Linked DNA regions of Bombyx mori: region 1 is linked to region 2. Evidence: chromatin contacts called from public Hi-C data. All regions are on one chromosome and are shown on one strand. Each heading gives the region's core, a stretch centred on a gene start, on an enhancer-like site or on the middle of the called end of the contact. The rest is flanking DNA. Distances are from core to core; before and after follow the strand shown.

Region 1 (3,917 bases), core at 254-2,753, 160 kb after region 2:
AGCACTAGCCCTAGCAAGAGCAGTAGTTCGCAGAATCTACCACCGGATCGGAAACGCGACCCACGGAGAATATCCGGCGAGAAACTCAGTGAGCTGTGTCTGTGGGTTGACCACGTTTTTGCCACGCACCATTATGCTTTAGCAAGAATTTCCTTCCACAGTTACTACCTTATCGTTATGACATGTCCTTTTTCGAGGTTTGCGGAGACTACATAGCGGTAAGCAGCAGCTGACTTTGGCATTGCTAAGCTTTATGAGTGACGGTGAGCACTCTAAATTGGATGGGCCAATAGCTCGTCCGCCTATAAAGGCAATTTTAAAACCCTGAAATTTGTATTCATCTAGAGTAAAACCTTTTTTAAGCATGTTTTTTGTTATTGCTTCGCCAATTTCGTTCTGCAATATTTACGTGAAGACTACTAAATACTGTTACGCCGGTAAGAGTAACGTCATATATCGTCGAATAGCAAAAGGAATATCAAAAGAATTAGTAAAATTGAGAAAGCTCGAGAAGTTCAACGCCATCTATTATAAAACAATGGAAACACATACTGAAACTACTCGACCTGTCAAGAATGTTCTCGGAAATTTTAGGCATGTCGTATCGATGACAAAAAGGCAGTTGGTAATGTTCTATAAGTTCTACATGTCTTCTTAATGTTTAATAGAGACTTAGTTTGTATTAGTGGTTTTGCAGTTGTATAGTTGTGTTGTTAGATAAATTAGTGTTTCATTTTTTTTTATCTATAACAGCAATCATTCTGAGGTTTTTTTTTGTCACTATACACTTTTACTGATTTCAGAATTGCTTCATCTTCTTGCTTTTACACCGTATCATGTGGGATCGGAGTAACGTATCATGATTATTCATGATACATGGGGTTTTTACATGAGCTTTACGACCGGCCTGCCCGACATCGACTCTCCCTTGGGTTATAATCCCCATATATCCATTACAGCGTGGCAAAGAGAAGAACTTACTCTGTTTCATCTTTCGATGGTTTGTTTCGTTTCCTCCATTTTTGGTTCTACAATTGGCATTTTATTATTAAAGACATTTAAATAACTGTTTTTATCTGGAGAAACTCTGATACAATAATATTTATACTGCAATGGACTACGTCCTGCTAACAATATTCAGACTGAAAATTGAACGCACATAATTATAAACAATAGTTATATAAATACTTACTATACAATATACGTGTAATTTTGAAGCATTTTTTCCATAATTTTAATATGATAAATGTGAAAATGTGTTGTTTGTTGGTTTGCCCTTCTTTCACGTCGAAACAAAGCGATTGAGGTTTTTTTAAAGTGATAGTATTAGGTTAGGAAAGTTAATAGGAACTTGCTACCAATCGATCCGAAAATACATAATTATTACATTGACTATTTTAATCGATTAATAAATGACAAGAGTGCTTACTCATTATAGCAAAATCTTTTTGTTAATTCTGAAACAATGAACATTGTCGCAAAAGTAAGTATTACTGCCATCTATGAAACATAGCAGCGAACTAAAGATATAATAAGCGACATCTCGTGTTAAATTAAATTACTAGTTTTTTTAATTACACAGACTCGTTTTAGAAAATAAAACAAATTTTTTTAGACAAATATAAGTGAAATCAATTTTATACGTGTCCAGTTTATTTAAAATTAATTTCCTGTTTGTAAATATAACAAATTTACGATGATTTTCGTAAATAGCGCCACCTATTGTATTTATTTCGCACTAGCTTGTCGTGATGTATTTTTTAGTTTTGTTATTATTTCATAGGTGGCAGTGTCAAAAGCTACCAGCTTATTTCACTAGAGGCCGCTCTTTATTACGTGTGACAACAATTTTTTTCTGAATCTCATAGCTTTTTGCGTCGTTAAAAACAAATTATTTAAGTAATTCGAAGGGTGAAAGCGACATTCACTCAATACGCGACATTAATCTTCGTAATTAAAGGTGCTTTTTATTTGGTATTAGCATCAATATCATCATATTTTTAATTGATCTTCAATAATTAAGTTTACTCCATTCAAATAGCTGAAGAAATTGTTATTGAATTGTATAAAATGAAAAATGAATTTCATGAATACCAGCCCACTGAGTTTCTTGCCGGATCTTCTCAGTGGGTCGCGTTTCCGATCCGGTGTTAGATTCTGCAAAGCACTGCTCTTGCTAGGGCCAGTGTTAGCAACACTCCCGGTTTGAGCCCCGTGAGCTCACCTTCACGTCAAGGAGAAGCTGAAATAGCCTCTCAAAGCTATCAGCACAGGTCTGACAGTTCACGATTAATAAATAATAAAGTCTAAGCTACAATTGTTACTGTTAAAAACGATAAAAAGAAATAGCTCACAGTCATGAATCGAACCATATTAGTGGTAATTGTTCAGTTTAAAACCTCCATAAAACCTTTATTTGTTCGATTCTACGACTTTCAAGAGGTTTTATGGATTATTTATTATTGAAGTGAAAACTTCTTTAGAATCGTTGTGATTTCAAACCGGATGCAACGGAAAAAACGACAGGTAAGAGACACAAATACAAAAATATGTAGGATGAAGCCGGCAAAGAATGAGACAGAAATATACATACTATTTAATACAGCGCCATCTGTGAGATTTTTTAATACTAACGTGTGTATGAAAGCTCTTGTAGTGAATTTTAATTTAACGTGAAATTAAAATATCAATTCACAGAGGGCGCTACCTTACAATTATTTACTAATGACAAAATTTTACATATACTTAAGACGTTTAGGATAATTGTATTTTAATTTTGGAAGGTTTCACTTCTACCACGTGTGAATTGCACACATGTTTTTTTTTTTTATTCTCTTGACTATTCGTCTCCATAAATCACTCGTATGAGTTCTACCACAGTTTAAAGGGGTAAATACTTAGACCTCATTCTACCTCAGACTCAGAGAGTACGTGGAATATCGAGTGTTCTTTTAGATCACTTTTGCTGAAGAGCCCTCTGCCGAAGTGTGTAAAGAGTATGTTTTCGACTTCTACAAGGCGTATCAACTTTGTTTGTATTATATTCACTAAGAAAATCTTTAATATTATCGCTTAGATTCGATCCTGTGTTGTACCTTAGAACTTTTAACTCAAGGTGGATGGCCCATTTACTTTGTAGATGTCTATGGGCTCCAGTAACCATTTAACACCAGGTGGACTGTGAGTTCGTCCACTAATAAGCAATAAGCCGATGGTCTTGAGAGACCATTTCAGCGTAACCTTAACGAGTAGATGAGCTCACGAGGCTCAAACCTGACGACGTTGCTAACACTAATTCTAGCAAGAGCAGTGCTTCGCCGAATCTACCACCGGATCGCAAACGCGACCCACTGAGAAGATCCGGCGAGAAACTCAGTGGGCTGTGTCTGTGGGTTAATTTACTCGTCGAGCCCTTCGTCGCAAGCGACGGGTTCGGCGAGGACGATGACCAGTGCTTGGGGTACCTAAAAGCGCTGTTAGTGGATCGGGAGGATCCGAAATGACGTGTATAAATGTAACCTTTCCCGTACTGACTTTTATAGGCAGCGGCAGTCGACCATCCCATAAAAAAAAGGGTGCGTGTACTTATGTACGCGCGTAAGAAGTTATACTTTATTTTTATTAAATATATTTCTTTTTTTTAATTTAAATTTTAATCAATTTGAAAAAAAAATCGATTAAACAACATCCTCAAACACGCATATTGGACATCCCTTTTCTTGACATCGTATAAATTCTGTAATTCTCGGTACGGTTCAGAAAGATTCGAAATTGCATAGTCAATTAAAGTGTAATTAATGGCGTAGGTAGTCATCGTGGTCTAAAGGATAAGACGTCCGGTGCATTCGTATGAAGCGATGCACCGGTGTTCGAATCCCGCAGGCGGGTACCAATTTTTCTAATGAAATACGTACTTA
Region 2 (3,559 bases), core at 18-2,517:
CTCTTAATAATTGGTTATAGATCTTGGAGCTCAATTTTTAATTATGTCATTCCTTCACTGTGTAGTCTTGCTTTACAATTTATGTTATATACGAGACAAGACATCTTATATATTAAAATAAATATTGTATATAATAATAATATTGTAACATATAATTTACTATTACAAATATATTGTATTTCTAACCTGATTTGAATGTGGGCATAATCTCATCCATCAATATAACTTAATGCATTTTGTTCCTGTAGGCTGTAGTGGCTTTTGTTCTATTAATAAAATAAATATAGCTAGATTGATAAATTTGGCATTTATTATGTCATAGAGAGCAATGTTACATATCAAAGCATCAAGTTTCTATATTTTTGTTCAAAATCACAGACACATGTTGGTGTATGAAGTATTTAGAGAAATTTAAATAAATTTGTCAATTAAATAATATATGTGCATTGAATGAATTATCTTACAGGTCATAGTTGCTCATACATATTGATAATGTAAGAACAATTACCAAGAACCTCCAGTGATAATTCTCAAACTGTTTTTTTTAGCATGACTCATGATTATTTGTCTATATACAATGTGGAAAAGTTATTTCACAATTTTATGAATTAAACTGTGGTGTTGTTAGATGTGATGTGCAATACAGTGTTCCTACGAGGTAAAATTGCGCCATTTTGCATTATTTCAAATTGTTTTCTTCGGATTTTGAAATCTTTGAGATAAAGCTCAAATTTAGTAGGTAAGCACGGAGCCTAATTGCATTCGCGCCAATAGACGGTGATAATAGTATGATAAGTCACATTAAAGGTGTGCGGGTAAGGTAAGCTAATTTTATACGTTTACGTCATAATTGTAAACATTGTTCTCGTCAGTCAAATCAACCGTTTCTCCTGATAAATTTATAAATAAAACGAACCTTTCCATTGATCCCAAGGCCGAGGACTGTATTTGAGATGTCGTAATCATCTGTAATCGGCGTAGTTTTGACAATTTTCGCGAAATTACTCATTTTGTAACACTTTCGAGATTAAGCATTCGTGTTTTACCACTTTTTTCACACAATAGCACAGGGTTTAGAACGACACTGTCTATATTACACACCAAAACGAAATTAACTGCCGTTATTTATATTCGATCACAACGTTTTCACCTAATTTCGTGATTTTGTTATCTAAATTTGTACGAATGACAAATTCTACACACGAACCCCGCTACTCGCTGCAGCGTTGATTGAGCAAAACTGCTGTGTTGTCAGACGAAAGATATAAAAATATCAGAATGAAAATGACAAAGTTTTAGAAATAAATGAGCGCCCTATTAATATATTTAACACAAAACGTACATAATATTTTTAAATTTCTAATTGTTAAATATTGTCATTGGCTCATATATAACTTGTAGGGAATGTAAACTAAAAAAATTCTAATACTTAATTCAATTTTAAAGATATGGCTACACAAGATCGTGGATAAGGATTTTTTTGATTATTCGATAATACATTTGACAATTACAATTTTGGACAACAGGATTAATTTTAATTTTGCAACTATTAGAAAAGTTAACAATACCAAAACATAAATTAATTCTTTTATTTAAATTATGTTATAAGAAAAGATGAATTGTCGTTCGACTTCTAAAGCGACATCTGTTGCCGACAAGCATGTACTTTATGAAATTTAATCTGTCACGAAATGCCATTATTTTGGATTGCATGACTATTAAAATTGGTTTCTCTTCGCTCAGCTTAATAATTTATGATTATGGCAGATAGATGTCACTACATGTACACAAGTCACAAACGCTAGTACATTCGAGATCATACAAAATAAACATGAATAATTACGCTAATTTGAAACTTATTTATTAACTTATGTAACAGGCACGTGCAATATCTGGTTGTACTGGCAGAATGAGCAGATAGAAATAAAAAAAGACAGATTTCATATTTTACTTGCGTTGTACCTTCACGCTAAGTGACTTCCATGATGGGCACAAAGGCCTTGACCCGGATGTTTATTGTGTCAACGAAACACATCTGATTTCACAATATTACATTTTAATACTTTGTTTTATGTTCGTTTTTATTTGTGAACTGTTTTGGTGTGGTTTTGAATTTTGCATTTTTTTTATTGCTCATGTTGGCAGACGAGCAAACGAATCTAGTACAAACGTTCTTCAATTCACTAATACTAATTTAAATAAATTATATAGTCGGCAAACGTTCCAACTGCATACAGTTTTAGTTAACTTTTATGTTATCGAGAAGGTTAAAAAGCTCGCACTAAGCACACGGTAATGTAAGCGATGTCAAATTCGAACATCATTTACGCTGGATAAAATATCAAGACAAATACCTAAATCCGTCTATTAATGGAAAGTTCTTAGTAACGAGTAGGTAGCGTCGCACTGTATGTTTTCATTATTAGATTTGATCTTTGGTGACCCGAAGGCCTTCCAACTTCGCCGAGACGGGTGCGGGCACATGGGCTCAGCCAAGACGTGTGGGATATGACAACAGCTGCCTGAGTGCCTGCGAAGGATATCCGATAGCTCCAGGATAGCTGTTTCGCGAATGCTTCCACTACCGGATCGGGATCAGACTTGCCGAGAAGCTCCGAAACCTGTGTGACGTCTCAGCGTTAGAGTCAGAGACGTCGTCATATGCCTATCTCTGCTGGTAAATGGCTGGGGCAGTCATCGAAAATTTTCCGTTCATTTAAGAATACCAAACTTAAGTTACGATCAGTCATAAAACATTATTACATAATGCAATTAATTAACAAAAGCGAAAATTGATTTCAACAGAATAAAATTAGGATATCATCTATGCAGTCCAAGTCAATTAAATATGCATTACTAAAGATAACTTAAGCACTATTAATAGTCAGATGTTACACGAGATGCGAACTTTAAACAAAGAAAATGATCATCAAAATTGATTCATCTAGAAAACAAGTTCTGAAACAAATTCGAACTGAGAACTACCTTCTCTCTTTTAATCAGTTAAAATTTGTACTTTCATTCACTGCCCTGGGTTGATTCTGCGACGAGAGAGAGCGCGCTTCGTAATGTAATCCTTTAAGGTTAATCGTGGTGGCGTTTTGAACTTTCGAAAAGAAATCGGTATCGTCCTATGTTTGGCGAATGCTATGGAGTTACTTAATACGCCCACTGTGTAACACAGTGTAAATGAGACGCAGTATTATCGATCTATTTTAAATTGAACACTTAAATAGCAGCGTTGAAATGCTTGTTGAGCTTAATTACTATATTGTTTTTATGCTGGATAATTATGTAGAATAGCGGTTAATTTAATTGGGTCTTGGACTTGGTTACACTTTGGGGGCGATGCAAGTTTGAGTTGAAGCAATTTTTACTTTTTTGTTGCTTAGGTGGGTGGACGAGCTCACGGCCCATTTGGTGCTAAGTGGTTACCGAAGCTCATAGATATGTACAACGTAAATGCGGCCACACCCTTTGAGATATGAGTTCTAAGGTCTCAGCTAAAGTACAACTGCTGCCTCGCCCTTCAAACCGAAACGCATTACTGCTTCGCGGC

The links. A called contact is a pair of places that touch in the nucleus more often than the background predicts.
Region 1: a Hi-C map of posterior silk gland shows a contact between it and region 2, with 2.6 times the contacts expected there. The contact joins the enhancer-like site here to the promoter of LOC101742228 in region 2. A contact is called at or near these places in 3 of 7 Hi-C or Micro-C datasets (middle silk gland, midgut and posterior silk gland).

The regions. Positions count from the first base shown.
Region 1 is chr23:18,888,123-18,892,039 of ASM3026992v2, forward strand. All of the region lies in intron 3 of LOC101742362 (synaptotagmin-7), which reads right to left. Among protein-coding and RNA genes, the nearest start is that of LOC134201041, 11 kb to the right of the region's middle. Within about 2 kb of position 1,504, at least 6 of the 8 cell types and tissues checked have open chromatin away from gene starts, as enhancers often do.
Region 2 is chr23:18,727,155-18,730,713 of ASM3026992v2, forward strand. LOC101742228 (MAP kinase-activated protein kinase 2) reads right to left here and starts at 1,268. Exons shown (of 8, transcript XM_012694392.4): 1 at 917-1,268. The coding sequence starts at 1,009.